Linked DNA regions of Mus musculus: region 2 is linked to region 1. A link is a contact called in public HiChIP or PLAC-seq data. All regions are on one chromosome and are shown on one strand. Each heading gives the region's core, a stretch centred on a gene start, on an enhancer-like site or on the middle of the called end of the contact. The rest is flanking DNA. Distances are from core to core; before and after follow the strand shown. Region 1 overlaps Lgr6 (leucine-rich repeat-containing G protein-coupled receptor 6). Region 2 has its middle 7.5 kb from the start of Gm41955.

Region 1 (4,953 bases), core at 1,218-3,717:
TGTAGATGTGGAAAACTGACTCCCAGTCCCTTGTAAGAACAGCAGCTTACCTGTGTCCAGTTGTTGTTGTTGTTGTTGTTGTGTGTGTGTGTATATATATATATATATATATATATATATATATATGTCAACTTTCACCACTGCTTACTCTGTTCCTTGTTTCAAATTGACTAGCTCTTTCTTTTTTTCTTTTTTCTTTCTTAGTAATGAAGTTTGGGGCCCCAGTTTTACCTTAACCTACAGTGTAATTTTTCATTTAATTTTTTTCTTTGAAATGTCACTTAGGTTGTTTTGTAGTAGAAGGTTACTGTGATCAGTTTTCTTCTATTCCTCATTCATTAATTGTAATTTTCTTTTTTGAGGCAGGGTCTCGTGTAGCCCAGGCTAGCCTCCAACTCACTATGTAGTCAAGAGTAACTCTGAACTCCTGGTCCTCCTGCCTCTACTTCCAAATTGCTGGGGTTGCAGGGTTTCACTACCATGTCCAGCATTAGTTGAATTTTCTTCAAGGCTTGGATCTTTGCTATTCTTCACAATCCCCTTCTCCCTTTGTTAGCCTGTGGTTTCTTCTTTGGGGGGACCCTTGGGAAGCTCTGGGGAACACATCATGTCTAGGCTCTGTTGGTTGTCCCTGCCAAGCTGCCCTGTGTGGGCTAAGTCCACAGAAGTTACTTCTGTCCCATTCTGTACCCTGGTGGGGTAGGTGGGAGAGGCAGCATGTGCTGAGCTGGTGGCCAGTCTTGGGGAGGCCACCTGGGCTGAGTCTCTGCCACATCGTATTAAGTGTGGAGTTGAGTCCCTCTGCCCATGGGTACCCCTGGGCTTCACACACCTCTGGCTCCCTCCTCCATGACTAGTCTGAAGCTTTCCGTTTACCTTCTCTTTTGCCTGTTCCCTTTGGATGACAGAGTACAGAAGAAAACAAGAATATTTACGTGATTGGTCCTCACAAATTCGAGTGGGATTTTTTGGGGGTGGGGGTGGGGAATCAAATCTCAGAGTTTGTTTTCTCACTAGATCATTCTCTGAAACAAGGACTTTTGAAGACCCTCCCCCTAACTGTTTGCTTGGCCACAAGGTCTACAGCGTCTCTACACAAGGCTGGGTGCCTTGCCTGACTTTTGCTCCTTGTAAGAGACTTCAGGTGGAGTGGAGTTTGGTCTTGTTATTTTTGCTCAATTATGAGCAGGCAGAAGGCAATTTTGTTTTGCTTTCAGCGAACTGTTTTCCTTGGGAAGCTCTCCTAAAACTTCCCTCTGCACAGTCAGGTAACTCATGCACCTTCCTGTCACCCATCTGAGCCTGGAATCCCTTCCCTCCACTCAAGCGAGTTGCCTGTCAAGGCCCTGCTGAGGAGTGCCACCTCTGCTCTGAGAGGCCATGCTTGCTGCCTCAGCCTCACCAACCTCCCAGCTCTCTCAGCATGACCACAGCTCTCTCCAGTTGTAACAAAGTTTAGCCTTTAATTATATGTTGTCTGCAGTGGTTGACTGTTGGCTCCTCTAAGAACGTCTGGCCACTGAGTCAGGCTGGCTGAGTCCTAAGGAGTGGGGCCAGAGAAGAAGCCTCAGATGTGAGCCCCTATGACATCAGGTCTCTCTCCCAGTGCTTAGTCAGAACTCGCTGGAGCCTTGGCTGGGCTTTCCTCTTCCCAGAGCGGATCACTAGGAAGGCAATAAGGTATCCAGCCTGTGGTCGATCCTGCCTTGGCAATCGTGGCTTCAGAAATGGGTCTTGGCTGATTTGCTTGTCCCTGGAGAAAAGAGGTTGGACCACTGGGGTTTATCTGTTGGTGCTACACCCTTATTCTGCTGCTGTGTACACTGTCTGCCCTGGCTCCGAGGTTGTGCCACACACTCTGATGTGTCTCTCTCCTTCCCACGCAGGCATCTACATAACAACCGCATCCAGCATGTGGGGACCCACAGCTTCGAGGGGCTGCACAATCTGGAGACACTGTGAGTGGGAGAGCCTGTTTAAGTCCTAGTCTGCTGGGTGAGGACATCTTGACTAGAGTCGGGGTGTGGGCTTAGGAAGGGCCAGCAGGGTATGATCCGGTCCTGGTCACCTGTGTGCCCATTCTGGGACTCTTCTCTAAGATGTCACTCAGCAAGAATTCCTTCTCCCTTTAGGTGGGTACAAGGTAGTTCAGGGTAGGTAGCCCAGGAAGTAGGAGGGCAGGGTCCCTGCTAGCAGAGACATCAAATAATGCGTAGAAGGAAACAGTTAACAAGGCAGAGGGACTGGGGCATGAAGCTTGGAGACTGGAAGATTTCGGGGTGGGCTGGGGCTGACCTGATGGCAGTTTTGATGTCTGCTTAAGGGTGGCTGCTGACAGAAGGGAGAGGAATACCATGGAATAATGTCAGGAGTGTTTGCCAGCTGATCTAACTAGCTAAATGATTAATGGGGAAGTGGCCCGCTCAGCACCACAGCCTGCCTATAAAAAGCGCCCGAGCTGTTGACTCTTAAAAAGCCATATTATTCACACATCATCATCCAGGAATTCAGCTAAGGTCAGAATGCACCCAAGCCCTCCCATCACTTCCTCTGGAGGCCTGCCAGCCCCTGCAGAGTGGGCCGAGTGGGGCCCCACTGGGCAAACAATCAGCCAGGCTCTGCAAGAGTGACTGGTCATGCCAGCTGGGGTCTTTAGCTCCCCTGAGGGAACTGGCTACCACAGCCACCTGGTGCTGGATATGGAGTTGGGGGCTCTGGGAGAGAAGGGCCCCAGATCACCACAAGTGTAAGCCGGCAAGGGTGGGGAAAGGTTCATGAGAGATCAGGAGTTTATCACAACTTTTGAATCTCCTTCTCCAGTTATAAACAAGCCCCCATTTTCTAGCCCCCCCCCCCGACTGCTCTTAAGTTGATGGAGTCTTAGGAATCCAGTGCAGCAGAAGCTAAGATTCTGGAAGTCAGGCTGTGATGGGGGAAGCAACATGTTGGGAAAAACCACTCTGTAACGTCTACCCCAAGATGCCTTGGCTCCAGAATCTGTGGTTGTATGGGGAAACCGATGAGAGACTCATACCTAGGTCAGTCATATATTATTTCCTGTGGGTATGATTCCTAAGAACATGGCTGCTCTCTTGTGCTTAGTACATAGCAGGAGGAACAGCAGCGCTGGGTTCAACTCTCCTGGAATCCAGACCCTTTGACCAACTGTATATGAAGGAGCACTGTGTCAGGGCAGCATGCCCCAGCCTGGATGCAGGAACATTCCCATCTGTTCCCACTACTGTGCAAGGCTTAGACTATCTGCTCCTCCTCCATAGCTGTGACTGATGACTACACAGTTAGAACAGGCCAGTCTAGTCCTCTAAATCTCCATAAGAGAAAGTTCCTTTCCAGGAAGGCTGCGTAGTTCCTCTCAGAGTGATCCTTCTCCCAGGGTGACCTCCCAACTGTGCCCAGAGCAGATCAGAGTGTTAATGAGACAATGGGAGTCCTTAGGAGAGACCCTGGTTGTCCTACCCCCCTGGCCCAATGTATACTGAGTGGACCTACTGTGTGCTGATTCTGGAGCCTCCCTAGAGAAGCCCAACTCCTGGGTGGTGCTGAGATTGGATTGCAATTAACAGTGGGCCGGCGGGAGAGAGCACCTCCACCCTGGAATGTGGGGCTGTTTAGCTTTGCTGGGAAGTCAGGTGAGGATTGGGGCACAGATATGGAGTGAGTTGGCACCTCAAAAAAGCCAACAAGTAGCTGTTTCTTCACTTTTGGGGCACACTGCCTAACTCTTTCTCAATTAGCCACTGTCTTGCTGTGCAGGGCATTTGGCTCAGCGGCTGCTGGCTGAATTATAGAGCAGTCCTGCCGCTGCTAAGCACCCACTGTCTCTTTCATCTATCTTGGCCTCAACACACAAGGCCCCTGGGCTATGCCCACCTTGCAGATGGAAAAGCCAAGACCAAGAAACATGGAAAAGTCCTCCAACCTTTACAGTGTGGAGGCAGAAAAGCCCAGTGGTTATTCCCTTGGCACCAAGCAGCCCGGAGCCCTTACTGCCGGTTCTCCCAGCTGTCTGAGCTCAGCCGTTTGCCTTTCAAAGAGTCTTAATTTTCTAACCTATAACATAATGTCACAGGGTTGTATAAAGTTGTTACAGAGTCTGGCAGATATATAGGACCCTCCCCTCCTCCCTGTTTTCTTCCTCAGCCCTCTGTATGAGGCTTCATCTCCATGACACCCCATTTCCTCCCCACCCTCGAAGAGCAAGCCCTTCTTCCAACTTTTGATCTCCAATTAAAGCGGGGGTGGGGGGGAGTGTGTTCTTTCTCTTCTGTTCCCCAGAGCGTTTTCTTGGGGAGCCTGCAGGGGAAGGCAGATGTGGAGGAGGAGGAGCGGCTGCGAGAATGAAAGGGGGAAGAAATGATAGGCAAGTCTTTTAATTGTTGCATAATTGGCGTACTCGGCAGCCTTGGCTATTACTTGGGAGCTTTCATGTGTACTTCTTGCTGGAAGGGTACTTCTCCCTCGGGCCCTGTAAATCTCTGCCACTTAGACCTCTCTCATCTCTGGCAGCAGAGGGAAGATCAAACCCCCACAGCCCAGGCTGTGGTTTGGCTCACGCTGTGGTTTGGCTTCTCTGCAGCCTGCTCTTCAGAGCGAGAGCAGCCCCCAGCTTTGCCACCTGGGAGGAGGGGCCAGGTGCGGGCATGGACATGCGTGGCCACACAGGCTCTCAAACTAGGCACATGCAGCACACACAACGTAGCTCATGTCCTCTGCCACCCTCTTTCCATGCTGCCAATCCTTCTCATACCACCACAGCAGAGGTGTGCCCCCCCAAATGTACCTGTGTAACTCAGCTTCTTGAAAGTTCTCATGGATGAGGACCAGGCTGCCAGTTCTGCTGCTGTAGGCTGGGCCAGCAAAAGTACACGCCCTCCCTTCTGGGAGCAGGAGGCTACCCTAGATGGATGTGGTGGCACATGCTTGGAACCTCAG
Region 2 (4,953 bases), core at 1,840-4,339, 190 kb before region 1:
TCGAACTCAGAAATCCACCTGCCTCTGCCTCCCGAGTGCTGGGATTAAAGGCGTATGCCACCACGCCGGGCTAGAATGTCCAGAATCTGATAGGCATGCAGGAAATAGTGTCTATAAGGAAACGAGTAAAAGGGGCTGGAGAGGTGGCTCAGCGGTTAAGAGTATGGACTGCTCTTCTAGAGGTCCTGAGTTCAAATCCCAGCAACCACATGCTGGCTCACAACCATCTGTAATGAGATCTGATGCCCTCTTCTGGTGTGTCTGAAGACAGCTACAGTGTACTTAAATATAACAAATAAATAAATCTTTAAAAAAGAAAAGAAAAGAAAAGAAAAGGGCATAGGCTGGGCATGTTGGCATACACTTTTAATCTCAGCATTGAAGGAAAAGGAGGAGGAGGAGGAGGAGGAGGAGGAGCTGCCAAACTACACAGACAGTGCTAAACACTGGTGATATTGGAGGGGAAGCTCTGGCAGCCTAAGCTGGAGATGGTTATAGAGATGGTTAATAAAGCATGGTGTCTGTTGGGACAAATAGATGCGCAGCTGGTCAGCCTGTGTTGCCAGAAGAAATCAAGGATTATAGCTAATTGATCTAGCTCTCAGGGCTTTCCACTTATCAATCACCCATGGCCTCTTAAACATGGCTGCTACCTGGGGGCTTTTTTCTCTGTAGGTTCTAGAGCTAGATGGCTGGAGAGAAGACTGGCCTGCTGTCATTCACAGAACAGGGAAGCATTCATGTGAGACCCTAATAACCAGTGAAGGGACTTCCCCTTATCTGAGTGGGTACAGAACCCCCGCCTGAGGAATCAGCCCCTCGGTGCCTCCATCAGATAAACATCAATCGGTGGCCACCTAGGCACCAGCTCGGAGTAGATATCACAGGAACCAGGAGGAACAACAGGGACTGGAGAGATGGCCCTGTTGGTTAGGTACCTCCTCCACAAGTAAGAGGGCCTGAGTTCAATCCCTAGAACCTATGAAAAGCCAGACCCAGTGGTACATACTTATAATCCCAGCACTTCGGGGAACAGAAACAAGAGGAGAAGTAGTTAGTATGTAAAGTCCTAGAGAGAAAGACTGCATCTCAAAAAGCAAGATGGACGACCACTGAGGAGTAACACCTGAGATTGACTGTAGGCGTAATATTTTTATGCATTGTGTAAAGATTATCCTTGTATTATTCCAGTGTTGATTTCTCTGCCCCTATCTCTGGTTACAATCCAGACATGGCATTGTAATACTTAGTCTAAGTATCCTAAGAATCTCCTGTCTCAATGTTGTATAAACGTTGCTCCATGTTTATTCTCTTATTGTCAATAAAAGCTGATTAGCCAATAACTGAGTAGAGGAGAGCCTAGGGCTAGACTTCTGCCAGCCAGGGAAGGCAGAGAGCAAGAGAGAGGAAGAGAGGATTTACCACGTGGAAAAGGTCCCGGAAAAACCATGAGAAAACACCCGGAGCAGAGAGAGAGCCAGATCAACACTAACATGCAGTTATCTCGGGGATTTTGGTGGAGAGGCAGCCAGATTAGCCTAGAGGATTAGAATAGAGCAACAACTGCTCAGCTACTGTGCCTCAAAAGCTTGATTAAATAAATCTTAAAATCTCTGTCATTCATTTGGGAGCTAGCCAGGATAAAGAGAAAACATCACTTATAAAATTTGTATAACAATTGACTTTTAGCCTTTACACACTGACATAGACACAGACACATGGGGACACACACACACAGAGAGAGACAGAGAGAAAGTGAAACTGTAGTAATTTTTGTCCCTGACTCTTGCCTATGACTTGTATTCAGAAGCCAGACTCAAGCAGACATGGGACAGTGACAGTCAATAACTGGAGGTAAAAGATGAACTGTAAGGAAGGACTTGACACCTGACTGTAGAGAGAGTGAGTGCTTCCAACTGCCAGCTCCTTCAGGGTTTGTCCAGCTACAAAGGACCACCTACCTCACTGAGCATGGGGTTGTCTTCCTCTGGCCACCCACCTCCGCCTCCTGAGCACTGGGATTAAAGTTGTTAGCTTCCACACCAGGCATGGTTTTGTTTTTTGAGATAGGGTCTCACAATAGTTTGGCTTGCCTGGAACTTACTACTTAGACTAGTTGGCCTCAAACTCACAGAGATCCATCTGCCTCTGTCTCCCGAGTGCTAGGATTATAGTTGTATGCCACCACACCTGGTTTTATGTGGTGGGACCCAGGTTCCTTTGAACCATCTACAACATATGTCAAGAACCAAATAGCATTGGAAACTGGGCATGGTGGCTCACACCTGTAATCCCAGCATTCAAGAAGCTGAGGCAGTGGGATTACTGTGTGCTTGAGGTTCGCCTGCACAAATAGCAATGCTGTTTAAACAAAAACAAACAAACAAACAAACAAACAAACACCGTATTACTACCATCAACAAAACCCAACTATCATTTGTCACTCTTCCTTAGACAAGCTGCTTATACTCAGAACCTAGAGTGATCTATCTTTCTGCCCAGTTTATCTGAAATGGCCCTGATATTCATCGATTGTCCCCACGTTAGGTGGGGCTCCTTTCGCTCTCAGATAGTTCTAGATTGGATAATCATTTACACTGTCTGGCCTAACATGATCGATTTGAATCATTAGAATCCTAGGAGCGAAGGCAGGGCATGTTGCATGTTGCACCTGCCTGCCGAGCATGTGCGGAGGCCTGGGTTCCGTCCCCAATACTAGAAAAGCTAACTATTAGGTAGTTAGTTCTTCTATAACTGCCTTGCCTGCTTGAGACCCCCATAGAACACATTGTAAATTTACCTTTCTCAAAGTAAAGGGGAAATTTTGGGGGGGGCAAGAGGGTATTTCTGGGAGTATTTATCCATAGCTCCATCCTACAGAGCCTGACACAAGTGAGGAACTAGGTTCCGTCCTCAGCATGACAACAATAATTAACTTGCAAGGATACCCATGCCCAACTGAAAACGAATCACAAGGACTCCCAGCAGGCTTATTTGGGAAAGCCTGCAGCTCACGAGGGATATGGAAGGAGAGTATCCAGTCTGGACCAGAGTAACCCCACCAGAGCCCAGCTGCCAGCCAGCCGACTGGCTGGTGATTAGGCCGACGGTTGGCCCTGCCACACCAATACACACGGACACACCCAGGTAGCCCAAAGTCCCCACCCGATTGGGTCTTTGCCCTGGCCAGCATTCCTTTTCTTTTCTCTCATTCTTCTACTTTCCAATTTTAAAGAAACGTCTTCATGCTCTCTGCTGCCTAGGCACAGCTAGGACATCTTATCCATGGTGAGCAAGATCCTCCAGGCTCTGTGCAGCCAAGTCTAGGATTCCACAGGAAACTGTGGATGAAGCCATATTAACCACACTGCCATTTATTTACTGCCTCCCCAGCCCCCCGCCTCCCGCCCCCCGCCCCAGCCTTTTGTGGCACTGGAGACTGAAGCCCGAGCCTTGTCACTGTTCATCCAGCATTATCCACGAGTTACTCAGTTCTGTTCATTATCCCACTTCCCTGGTTGTTTGGGTTTTTTTGTTTGATTGATTTGTTTGATCGATTTGTTTGTTTGTTTTTAAAGATTTATTTATTTATTATATATGAGTATACTTTAAATGTTTTCAGACACACCAGAAGAGGGCATCAGATCTCATTATGGATGTTTATGAGCAACCATGTGGTTGCTGGGATTCGAACTCAGGACCTTGGGAAGAGCAGTCAGTGTTCTTAACCGCTGAGCCATCTCTCCAGCCCCTGTTTGTTTGTTTGTTTGTTTGAGACAGGGTTTCCTCTGTGCAGCCCCAACTGTCCTGGAACTTGCTCTGTAGTCCAGGTCGGCCTCAAACTCAGAGATCTGCCTACCTCTGCCTCTCGAGCATGGGAATTAAAGGCATGCGCCACCACTGCCCGGCTATGTTTTGTTCTTGTCCCCACTTTACTGAGTAGAACTTGAACCTAACAATGTGCCTTGTCTAAGGGCCCTGGAATAAAGAACTGGGCTGCAGGAGTGTGTGGAGGGATACAGAACAGGGAAAGAAAATGTCCTTTGGTTACCATGGCAGTTGGGGCAAAGTTATGTGGTATAGTGTATGGATAGCACACTCTAGGCCCTGGGTTCACTGCCAGAAACAAGGTTAGTGAAGATTGTAGAGGTGTGTCACTCACTCACTCACTCATTCATTCACTCACTCATTCATTCATTCATTCATTCACTCACTCATTCCATAAGCATTTATTGACTTGAGTGTCTTGACATCTGGAAAAGGTGAGCTTCAAGCCAGGAATGGTACTTTGTGCCTCCAATGCCAACACTGGGGAGTCTGGGGCAGTGGGATTTCCAGGAGACTGAGGTAAGCCTAGGCTACACAGGGAGTTCCAAGCTAGCCTAAACTACAGAGTGAGACTCAAAAATGAAACAAAGCAATCCAGGTGGTGATGGTGCACACCTTTAATCCCAGCACTTGAGAGGCCGAGGCAGGAGAATCTCTGTGAGTTCAAGGCCTGCCTGGTCTACAGAGAGAGTTCCAGGACAGCCAGGGCTATTATTTAGAGAAACCCTGTCTTGAAAGACCACACACACACACACACTCAGCATAAACCTAAGGACAACACTGTACAAATCCTCTCTTGGTCTCTCTTCCTTTTGTGTGTGTGTGTGTGTGTGTGTGTGTGTTTGCTTTGTTTTTTGAGATGGAGTCTCTCTGTGTAGCCCTGGCTGTCCTAGAACTCATTATATAGACCAGACTGGCCTTGAACTCAAAAGGATCTGCCTGCCTCTGCCTTCTGAGTGCTGGAATTGATGGTGTGTACCACAGGGGCTGCTCCTTCTCTGGGTTTGTAGAGACAGAGGCCTGCCACTTATCACTGACTGATCTAAAACTGACTTTGTAGACTAGGTTGGCCTTGAGTGGTGACTCACTGCCTCTGTCTCCTGAGTGCTGGGAGTAGGGTATGCA

Evidence for each region. HiChIP or PLAC-seq counts read pairs in DNA pulled down with a chosen protein or histone mark.
Region 2: a contact with region 1 is called in an HNF4G HiChIP or PLAC-seq map of pancreatic cancer cells. The contact joins two enhancer-like sites. A contact is called at or near these places in 1 of 115 datasets of contacts at active chromatin or transcription factors (pancreatic cancer cells) and 3 of 9 other capture datasets (adipose tissue, liver and pancreatic islet).

Annotation. Positions count from the first base shown.
Region 1 is chr1:135,018,780-135,023,732 of GRCm38.p6, reverse strand. It overlaps Lgr6 (leucine-rich repeat-containing G protein-coupled receptor 6), which reads left to right. Exons shown (of 18, transcript NM_001033409.3): 6 at 1,887-1,958. Among named protein-coding and RNA genes, the nearest start is that of Ube2t, 59 kb to the right of the region's middle. Within about 2 kb of position 2,467, at least 79 of the 459 cell types and tissues checked have an H3K27ac peak or open chromatin away from gene starts, as enhancers often do. A contact at or near this core is called in pancreatic cancer cells, where this site is marked.
Region 2 is chr1:135,207,062-135,212,014 of GRCm38.p6, reverse strand. No RefSeq gene overlaps it. Among named protein-coding and RNA genes, the nearest start is that of Gm41955, 7.5 kb to the right of the region's middle. Within about 2 kb of position 3,089, at least 10 of the 459 cell types and tissues checked have an H3K27ac peak or open chromatin away from gene starts, as enhancers often do. A contact at or near this core is called in pancreatic cancer cells, where this site is marked.